2 separate regions of the Callithrix jacchus genome follow, and region 1 is linked to region 2. Evidence: chromatin contacts called from public Hi-C data. All regions are on one chromosome and are shown on one strand. The core of a region is the stretch at or near the end of the contact, and the rest is flanking DNA. Distances in the headings are between cores, read along the strand shown.

Region 1 (5,651 bases), core at 2,442-4,941, 110 kb after region 2:
GAGATCCCCTCTCAGTTCATCCTTGAGTCTTCAGATGAATTTTTACTGTAACAAGCTGAACAATAAAAACATTTCCTAGTGAAATCTGGCTTTTCCTATTTGTTTATGACATAAATCTTTACTCAAACGTCACATTTAATATAAGTTCCATAGCAATGCCCTATTCCCCAGTCCCTGAATATATTCATAGTAAGTTTCCCTAACTATTCAACTCTACAATTTAGAAAAATCTTGTTCCAAAAGCACATGGAATATCTGTGCTCCAGGGTGAAAGAATTATGACATGTCCATATTAATTCACTGTGACTCAACTGAGTATCATGTAGGATTATGTTCTGTTTAGGCAGCTCATTTAAACTTTTTCAACTTTTAGAGAACTAGCTTAACTTCTGTTCTTCAGTCAGGAGTAGTTCTAAGTTCTATTTCAATGTTGGTTGAAATAAGAGCTGTCAGAAAAATAGACGTTTTATGGTCTGAAAAGAAATATAATAAATTCCCTTCTTAAAAATGGCAGAACAGATTTTATACAACAGTTCCACCAAATTTACTGCATGACACTGGGTTTGGAAAGTCTCAGCAACCAGAATAAAACTATGGAAACTTTGGGGTTGGAAAACAAGGGCAAGAATGAAAAGTACTTAATTTCCTTCCTTGTGCGGAAAGAGATAACATTAGCTCAGTGTGCTGGCCAAGAGGTATGCAAATATACACAGTGTTTCTGGAATCCACGCTGGACCATGACCACCACCATAAACAACAAAACCCCCAAAACAAAAACACAAACAAAAATCCCCACAACCCTCAGGAATGTAAAGACAATTTGTTGGCAAAGTTTTCCTTGGCATTTCCCCAAATTTATCAAGAATGACCTTTATTAGCAGCCAGACTCTATTACTTATTATCAACATTTAAATCATTAGACCGGTGTTTCCTAAAGAACATTCCAGGAATTACTAGTTCTTAAAGATAATTATTATTGGCCAGGCACAGTGGCTCACACCTGTAATCCCAGCACTTTGGGAGCTCACAGCGGGTAGATGATTTGACTCCAGGAGTCGGAGACCAGCCAGACCAACATGGCAAAAACCTGTCTCTACTAAAATTACAAAAAGTAGCTGGGCATGGTGGCATGCATCTGTAGTCCCAGCTACTCGGGAGACTGAGGAGGGAGAATCACTTGAACCTGGGAGGTGGAGGTTGCAATGAGCTAAGACTGCACCACTGCACTCCAGCCTGGGCAACAGAGCAAGACTCTGTCTCAAAAATATGTATATATTATTTAAAAAAGGGTTTCAAGGTAAAAGAAGTTCAAGAAATACTGTCTTAAGCACGACTTTACAGCTGTATTGATTCCAGGACCTCCCAATGTGCTGCCGTGCAATGCAAGTATCTAAGCATGAGCTATAGAATGCAGTCTGAGGACTCCGCTTTCCAGAAACATAGTGAACCAGCAGCCTGAAAAGAAAATTCTCTTCACAAAACACGCAGAAACTCTGGACAAAATACAGAATTTTATATACATAGTTGAGCAGAATTAGGGGAATTGCCATGGGAAAAAACAAAGAAGAAAAAACTGGACCAGTAAGCTAGTTAGCTTCTGCCTGGCTAGTGGCAGGCAGGCAGGTTAAATAGGTCTAATCTTTCTGATTTGCATGCCACATTTTTCAGGAAGAGGATTATAATAATAAACTACGTATGTGTAGTGCTTTTAAAATTTACAAAGTATATATCGCTAACATTAAGAAAGTGGCAACCAGGACATAAGTTTACCTGGAATGGAGATGTCCTGCTCCTGCCCCCTCACACGATGTTATTTATGCATGCAAAACACCTTGTAGATGGTACAGGAGAAGAATAAACATCCACTGGTTTTACCAGGCCAGCATTTGTTTCTTCTTCCTTCTTTTAAAACCTCTCAGTTTTGCCTTGGGGAGCTGTCCTGTTGAATAGAGTGTTGTTACAATGCTCAATCATAGTGCTGAGGGGCAGTCACAGCAGCCAAGCAGAACCTCTTACCATGGATTTCAATCTTGGGAGCAGGATCTCAAAGTGGGGAAAGGCAACATCTCGAAGCTTTTGCATCCTTGATTCTTATGGGCACCTTTGTTCTTATCTTTTCTGAGGCTACTGCATTTCATTGGATTCTGCAATCCAATCCATATGTTTTCATTAGTTTTATTTGCCTAGCTTAGCCAGAGTTTGTTTCTGTTGCTTGCAACCAAAACTCCCCAACAAGTTAGAGTTTTTCTATACACATGTAGATGGTGATTATTATACATTGATGTGAACCACTGAATTTTTTCCTATTTGTCTTACATTTTACAGAATGGTAGTATGTGAAGAACTTCTCTCAGGGTCAGGATTAGGGTAAGTTGGGATGGTGTCTAGGGTGCAAAACTGAAGGAGGTGTGCACCCTCAGATTCTTGCAAGAGCAGAAGAGGTACTTAGGGTCAGTTTTTCTTAAGGGCCTGAGAGAAGCACTTACCTCTGCATTAAAGTGAGCTGATTCTACCATGCATGCCTTATGAGCAAATAAAAGAAGGTTTTGAAACCCCCCATGAAGAATCCTTACCTTCATCGCTTGTTCAGAGATTGCCCCTTGGAGAAGGAGGAACAGACATCATTCCAAAGAGATTTTTGATACGAGGATCTTGGGAATTTCTTTGTAAAGTTTCATCTATTCATTGAGAATGGCTTTAAGTGGAGTAGTTCTCAACTCTGGCCACCCAGTAGAGTCATCCAAAGAAATCTTATAAAACATCCATTGCTTTGGTCCCGCCCTCCAGTAAATTGAATCCCTGTGGTCTGGGGAGGACCCGGTGGGTCAGCTCCCCAGGTGATGGTCTCACTTGCAGATGGCGTTGAGAACCAGTGCCGTGAGTGTACTGCATCGTCTGCATTCCCTGGAAGCTCTGAACTAGGTCCCTAGCAGAAGCCTAGAGCCATAGGGTCAGGGCAGCTGAAGAGTTACTTCCATATCATGGGATAGAATTAAAAATAAAATTCTTCTCTTGCTAGAGGTATGACTTGAGCTAATTACTTAGTTTTCTTTTCTGTACAATAAGGATAATGATGTTACCAAAACTGACAGTATTGGCTGGGATGGTGGCTCATGCCTATTCCAATTTTTGGAGGCCAAGGTGGGAAAACAGCTTGAGGTTATGAGTTTGAAACCAGCCTGGACAACATAGTGAGACTCCATCTCTATAAAAAGTAAAAAAGTTAGCCATGTGTGGTGGCACATGCTTGTCGTCCCAGCTACTTGGGAGGCTAATGTGGGAGGATCACTTGAACCTGTAAGGTAGAGGCTACAGTGAGCCACTGCATTCTATCCTGAGTGACAGAGTGAGGCCCTGCCTCAAAAAAAAAAACAAAGCAAAAACCTTTCAGAGACCCAGTCCCAAAAAGCAAGCAAGCAAACAAATGAAACCAAAACCTTACAGTGTTGTTGTAGGGATTGAGGGGACACATGCAAAGCACTTAGTTGAGAGCCCAGCATGCTAAAAAATGCTAGCCTTCAATTTCATCACAGGTACCCCTATGGCTAAGTTAGGCTAGGTACCTAGTCCCCGGCAAGACACAGAGGTTCTCATGTACTTCTGGCCACTTATGAAGTCAAGGGTATTCCTTTAAGCAGGCACCCTTGAGACGTACAGAACTTTGTGGCTTCAGACCCTGAGAGTGCACTGTTTCCCAGTAGGTACAAAGGCTTTCCCTGGGGTGGCTTCTCCAAAAGTAGAGCAGCTTCTGATCTGGGAATCTGGCACAGTTCCAGCCACCCAGCTCTGTAGAACTGAGGAAGTGAGGGCCAGTGGGGCTACTTTTGCTTCTTTCTAGCTGCTCCTTGGTCTGGGGGGCAGCCTTCCTCCCTTGGTTTCACTTTACTAATTTTGGTCTCTAAGGCCAGCACTGAAACTCCAAAGGATACTGATGCAGGTTGCCCTCTCTAACCTCTGTTGGAAATTTTGCATGGGGGAAGGGAGCTGGGGAAGTCATGGAAATTCATGGGGGTGCTAGACCCACACATACCTGCCTATGGGCTGAGTAGATTGGCAATGACAATGGTGACAGCCGACATTTACTGAGTACATGCTATATTCCAGGTGCTGCGTCTCCATTTCTCAGATGAAGAATCTATATCTCAGGGCCTCATCCAAAGCCATACAGCTAATAAGCAGTAGAGTTGGAATCTAAGTCCAGGGAATTTTACTCTAGAACTCACGCTATTAACCGCAGTGCTTCCTTGGCTTGTAGTTCTAAGGCACATGCTATAATCATTTTTTTTTTTTTGAGATGGTGTCTCCCTCTGTAACCCAGGCTGGAGTGCAGTGGCGCGATCTCAGCTCACTGCAACCTCCGTCTCCTAGTTTCAAGCAATCCTCCTGCCTCAGCCTCCCAAGTAGCTTGGATTACAGGGGTGTGCCACCGTGCCTGGCTAATTTTTTTTTGGGTTTTTAGTAGAGACGGGGTTTCGCCATGTTGCCCAGCCTGGTCTGGAGCTCCTGACTTCAGGTGATCTGCCCACCTCAGCCTCCCAAAGTGCTGGGATTACAGGTGTAGCCAGCTCGCCCTGCCTATAACCATTCTTTTTTAGGGAGGTGTGGTATATGGTGCTACCCTGGATCTGTAGTCAGAATTTGAAGAGGGGAAAACACACCAGTATAGTTCTTTGGTATTTGCTTGTGAAGAAAACACCATGCATTATGCTAGGTAGTGGTGACTGAAGAGAGAGCTGGGAGGGGCATAGGCAGCAAGGTCCCTGCTTAAAGGCAGTTATCTAGTTTGGAGGAACTTAGCTGGATAGTCAGTTCTTACATGCATTTGGCAAGCACTTATCATACACTGTAAAGAGGCAATGTGTCTAGCTTGTTAGAGGGTGGGCTCTGGTGGTAGACTCCTGGCTTTGAACCCCAACTTCCCTGCCATTATCAGATGACACTGGAGAAGTTGCAAAACCTATTCCTGTCTCAGATTCCTCCCCAGTAAATGTGGGATATTAATAGTACCTCCTTTGGCTTGATACGAAAATTCAATGAGTTGATATATGCAGAACGTCTTAGAACAGCGACTAGCGTAGAGTAAATCTTCAGGAATTGTAAACTGTGATTATACTATGATTTTGGCACGAAAGCCACATAGTGATGACTAAGATAGTGCCTGACCTAAGGAAGCTCAGAGTCTAGTACTGGAGACAGGCAAACAAATATTTGTGAACTGCATGGTGTGAGAGAGGTGTGACAGGTGGGCGGGGAGCCTGCAGCAGGCATGTCTGACCCATACTAGGTGTGTATGGTGCAGCGAAGTCAGCCTAGGCTTTCTAGGGGCACTGCTGTCTGAGTTGGGTCTTGCAAGACAGGGAGCTAGTCAGGGAGAGCTGCAGCGATCCAGCTGGGGACTGAGCAGGAGCTGAAAGCAAGCAGCTCACATCTGTAGGGTTTTCAGATTTAGCAATGAAAAGTACAGGATGCCCTACTAAATGTGAATTTCAGATAAAACAATGAATAACTTTTAAGAATAAGTGTGTGTCATACAATATTTTTAGCATAAGTATGTCCCAAATATTGTATAACCACACAAATTATTCGTTGTTTATCTGAAATTCAAATTTCACTGGACATCCTGTGAAAAATCTGGCAGTTTTATCTGTCCA
Region 2 (5,419 bases), core at 1,227-3,726:
AAAGACAGACTCAGGCTTCTGCTCTTTAGGGGACAAATATCTATAATAAAGAAACAATAAACAAGCAATATCTAAATAAATAAATAAATGGCAAATAGAAGGTTGTATAAACTATTATGCTAACAGGTCACAATGAAGAGAAAACAAAGGAAAGGAGGCAGAAAGGCAGGACTAAGACTGTCCAGTACCCCTGCCACCACCCCCTTTCCCTGTTATTTAAGAAAAATCTGTCTTGTAAAGTTACATTTCGTTTCCTAGGAAAATGTTTGTTACATCCATATGTTCATGGACAAAAGGTCAAATATAAGCAAATATAGCAAATGAGTGCTCCCACACCATAATTTGCAAGAAAAGTATCAACTCTTCCATTCCTCCCAGAATCACCAGACTGAGGGTACTGCTCTCACACAACAAATATTCACTGAAAATCTGCTATGGGACAGGGTAGGGGGAAACCCAGACACTTCCATATATTACTTCCACAGTGCAGCTCAGGAATGAGCTGAAACACCCAGAATCTACTCAGTCTAACTCTGGGCCTTGCTGGCATTTATGCAGCATAGATAACTCCTTTAAGAATGAGCCAGTTGGAAACCTCAGGCCTGTGTTTCCAACTGGCTGCTGAACATCTTCATGTAAAGATCCCACTAGCACCTTAGTCTCAACACATCCAAAACCAAACTCATAATCTCTGCTCCTTCATCCCTCCCCACCACACGCAAACACACTCCTGTGCACCTCTTGTGATATGGAGCTCAGCAATATCTTCCAAGTCAACCAGACTTGACACCAACAATTCCCTGTATCAATAATTTGTCAATTTTCCCACCCACCAACTCTGCCTCCAAAGGTATCTCTGAGTCCTACCATCCTTTCTAGTTCTCCTACAACTTCTTGTGTTCACACTCTCTTCACTTCTCACCCATACCACTTAAACCACGGCTCCACTCCTAGCGATGGGAGTAGGTCATCCTCCGGGGGTTATCATAGTCTGTGTTGCCATAAAGGAATACCCGAGGTTGGGTAATTTATGAAGAAAAGAGAGGTTTATTTGGCTCACAGTCCTGCAGGCTGTGCAAGAAGCATGGGGCTAGCATCTGCTTCTGGTGGGGCCTTCAGGCTGATTCCACTCATGGTGGAAGGCAAAATGGAGCCAGCATGTCCAGATCACATGGTAAGAGAGGAAGGAAGAGAGACAGGGGCAGGCATCAGGCTCTTCTTAACAACTAGCTCTGCAGGGGACTAATGCAGCGAAAACTAACTCATGGGGCGCTGTCCCCATGACCCAACCACCTACTGTTAGGCCTCACCTCCAACACTGGGGATCACATTTCAAAATGAGGTTTGAGGAGACAAGTATCCAAACTACAGTACGTATATAGGTGGAAGTGGGAAGTTTGAGAGTCATGGATTAAAGGGTCTCCTAATGGGACTCTTCCTTTGAAAACTTTTCCTCACAAACTTTCAGATTGTTTCTCCAATTTGCTTCTCTAGATATAGATCAGACCTCCACAAACTTAGGTCAAAATTCACTAGGCATGGAGTTTAAGGCCTTCCAGAATCTGACCACAGTCCATGTTTCTACCCACCCACACACTATGGATGCCAACCACACATGCCTAGTTCTCCATTCCCTGTCCTGTCCACACACTTGGTGTCTCAAGGCCAATTCTCAGGCATTCCCTCTACCTGACACGGCTTTCACCTACTCTGTTCATTGAAATCACACTCAGCTTCCAAGGCCCAGCTTTGAAAGCTCTCTGAGGGAGCCCTAAATTAATCCTCGTTGACATTAACTAGTCCTTTCTGTGCATTTCCACTCTTGTAAACTTATGTAAAATAGCCATACATTTTATCAGTTTAATCCAGACAAGCAGATATCAGCTGGGGCTTCCCAAGCCCTTGACATCTAGAGGAACCTGGCTCAGACCTTCAGGTTCCTCTAGAACCTGACGCCCTCAGGAAGTACAACGCCTCCCAAAGACTTCTGCAATTTCAGGGGAGTTTGTGTCTCAGGGTCACATTTGCTTCCAGGTTCCTACTTTCATACATCCTGTCTCTGCTCTATTCCTCATGCTCTTAGAAATGCAGACCAAAACCTTCTGGGATAATCCCCACACCAAAACAAAACAAAACAAAAAGAAACCACAAAACATTCACATAAAGCATTCCTGATGAGAACTGTGATGTTATTGAAATGTGGGTGGAGAACAGAAAGGCTCTCCCTCCCAAGCATCATCAACACCCTCACACTGAGCACTGGGCATCCCTGGCCCTCAAATGGCCTTTGGTCTTCCCAACATGGAATTTCACCTGGCCCAGCTCTCCTTTAGTCCTGAACCTCAAACCAGTTTTCTAGTTCTTCTCTCTCAACTCCCTGCTCAACCGTCTTCTCGCTCTGCCCAGCCTCTTATGCATGGAGTGAATTCTTCCCCTTGTTTCCTGCAGTGTGGTTTATCCATTCTTACCGCTACTTTGTTCCTGCCCTCAGGTTCCAGCCCTACTTGCATAGTTCATGAAGATATTTCCCCAAGGACACCTCCCTCCCTAGGAAGTGCCAGCTGCAGCCATCCTAGTTTCACGTCTTGACATGTATCTCTCTTCCTCAAGTAAGTTTCTTGAGGCAGGAATTATGTCTCAATCAACCCTTCCGGTACTCAGCATCATGTCTTATACATAATAAGCACTTGGAAAACTTCATTAAAATAAAATAGGTTCTTCAATGCAAAAAAAATACAGCGGGAGCTGAAAATAAAAGCAAGTATTTTTGTCATGAGAATCACAGAAGGGGCTCGCTGGTATACTTGAAGTGTGACTCATACAACATACCCTCCTTAATGACACTCTTTGTATATTAATAAAATGGGATCACCTCAGACCCTCCCTGAAAAATACAGTAGCATCTGTTTAAGTGAATGCCAGCCATTCTAAAAAGGAGCAGAAATAAATGGAAGGTCATGACAGCTGCAATGAATCAAAATAAAATGTAGGCTTTCGTTGTTCTTAGTCATCATCGGAAAGTCTTTATGACAAGTATGACAGGCAGAGAATTTTGCTTAATGGAACAGACCAACTCTGAGGAAGTGCGTTGTAACAGAAGAAGGGGTGTATTTTTAGTTCACTTCTCTCGACTGTATTTTTGTCTTGCACCTCCTAAAATTAGGCCTGCTGATTGAGGCCATATGTAATGAGAGTGGCGTGGGCTGATGCAGCCATTGCTCTGAACTTAAGATATATCCCCATATACTGTCCTTTTGTGCTGATGGGCCTCTGCCTCCCTGGTGAAGTTAACCCACACCCTACAGAAGAGGCTAGAGCCTTGCTGGGAGTGGGGTGAGGGGAGAAGCCATTTAAAGACCACGAAGCATCTGGAAGTCACAAGACTCTTTGAGGAATAGAATATCAATGTACTTTAACAAACATCATCAACTGCCTTTGATGTGTCAGCTACTATTCTGATCTCTAGTATATTCCATTTCACTTTAAGAACGAAAAATACTTGTACTGTCAGAAAATCTGGCTATGTAATATGAGAAAATATGGCTATGTAATGATTGCAAAACACTTACCATAAAAAATTAATACATAAGTATTTTAAAGAAATCACATTAAAATGCCAATAATCTCTGGTATTCAGTCTGTTTATTTTGAGTAACAATAGGTTCATGCTGCAACAACTATGGAAAGGAGGGTTTTAAAGATGATGAATCTTTAAAAAATACAGAATGTAAGTCTTGATGTGCACAGTGGGAGAGGCTGTGCGTGTGTGGGGGCAGTGGGTGTGCGGGAACTCTCTGTACTCTCTGCTCAGTTTTGCTCTGAACCTAAAACTGCTCTAAAAAAGTCCATTTAAAAATTAAATCATATATACACACAGAGACATATTCAATGTTTACACAGGATAGTTTAAAGAAAATCATACTGTTAAAGCTCCACAGTCATCATCGTCCCTGGGCAAAGTCACTGGGTAGGAGGTGGGAGAATGTGGAAACCCTAGGTAACACCAATGGCCAATAGCAGCTGGGCCACAGGAAGCGGAGCTCTGAAAAGTGTGTCTTCTCCTTGAATTAGCAGACACATGCACTGAGCTTTCTGGTTTACTTTGTCAAAAAATAAATCAGACATCTTATAAACCAGAAAAAATAATCTGTAGTAGCCGAGTACTACACAAAGGGTTTGGGAAAACTTTGCAGGAGGAGAATTTTTTAAATCACTGTCCCAACTTTTTGTGGGATGAGTTGGGGCATAATGAAGTAAAAATCAAGAAAAATAAATTAATAGATTTATATTTTCCAAAAAGAATTGGGGACATGTTGCCATGATTCTTCTTAAGAGAAACAACTTAGTTTATCTTCTGAAATGCCAGATTACGGGGGAGCAAAGTTGAACTGCTCTATGTCACAGGTTGAGGGTGAGGAGAGGTGAGGGAGGTGGTTAGGGTGCAAGGTTAGGAAGGTGTGTGAGTGCCCAGGGAGGGCCCCAGCACTGCCTGCTCTGTGCTGGTGAGGAGGACAGCCATTTTAACTCGATCCCTTAATCACCAAGGTCTCTTATCACTCAATTTCCCCTCAGACTACATTCTTTGCTACAATGAATATATATTACTTGTTTATCTCTTCATATGTTTCATCTGAGGGCAGAGACAAATAAGGCTCCACTGATTTGAGTCTTCCGCAGCTTAGCATAGTGATTTGCAAAAAAAAAAAAACAGACATGGGAGTAACTTGTGTCTATTGACTGGTGGATTTTAAGCTTTGCTAATAAAATGACAAGAATGAAAAACTATTTATTCCTTAAGATTTCTGTGTTGCCCAGAAGGTTCTTCCATGACATGTATTCTACCTCACCAACCTTCTGTCTAAGGGTAGGATCCCATTTTCTATTACGAGCCATTGATCTGACAAGGTAAAATAAATATAAACCAATACATAAGAATGGTAATAAAGATGCAAGTTCAGTTTTTAAAGAGGTAACTAGGAAGTTTTGTTTGGTTTTTGTTTTGAGACAGGGTCTGATTCTGTTGCCCTGGCAATAGACTTCTGCTTTAGACTCCTGTGCAGCTGGGACAACAGACATGCCACCATGCTCAGCTAATTTTTTTTTTGGTACAGATGAGATTCATTTTGTTGCTCAGGCTATTCTTGAACTCCTGGACTAAGCAATCCTCCAGCCTTGGCCTCCCAAAGTGCTGGGATTACAGGTGTGAGACACTGTGCCTGGCCTGAAGTTTTTCATTTCTCAGAATTTTAAAGTAAGAAGGAAACTTATTAAATATGACCAGTGTTTAGGGGGAAATACCAAAGTTTTAAAGGATAGATTAGGCAGATATACAATAGGGGACAGAATGCAAAAGCATGAACAAATGAAAAAGATATGTATAAACACTCCTGTATGCATGAATGAAGGTGGAAGGTGTGTG

The links. A called contact is a pair of places that touch in the nucleus more often than the background predicts.
Region 1: a contact with region 2 is called in a Hi-C map of skeletal muscle, with 5 times the contacts expected there. The contact joins two enhancer-like sites.

The regions. Positions count from the first base shown.
Region 1 is chr11:28,446,565-28,452,215 of calJac240_pri, forward strand. All of the region lies in intron 8 of LOC144578229, which reads left to right. All of the region lies in intron 1 of LOC144578230 (thymosin beta-4-like), which reads right to left. Among named protein-coding and RNA genes, the nearest start is that of WIPF3, 51 kb to the left of the region's middle. Within about 2 kb of position 3,692, at least 1 of the 16 cell types and tissues checked has an H3K27ac peak or open chromatin away from gene starts, as enhancers often do. A contact at or near this core is called in skeletal muscle, where this site is marked.
Region 2 is chr11:28,337,180-28,342,598 of calJac240_pri, forward strand. The region is part of intron 2 of WIPF3 (WAS/WASL interacting protein family member 3); the gene reads right to left. LOC103794748 (a long non-coding RNA gene) reads left to right here. Exons shown (of 3, transcript XR_013523905.1): 3 at 2,492-2,626. Among named protein-coding and RNA genes, the nearest start is that of WIPF3, 59 kb to the right of the region's middle. Within about 2 kb of position 2,477, at least 1 of the 16 cell types and tissues checked has an H3K27ac peak or open chromatin away from gene starts, as enhancers often do. A contact at or near this core is called in skeletal muscle, where this site is marked.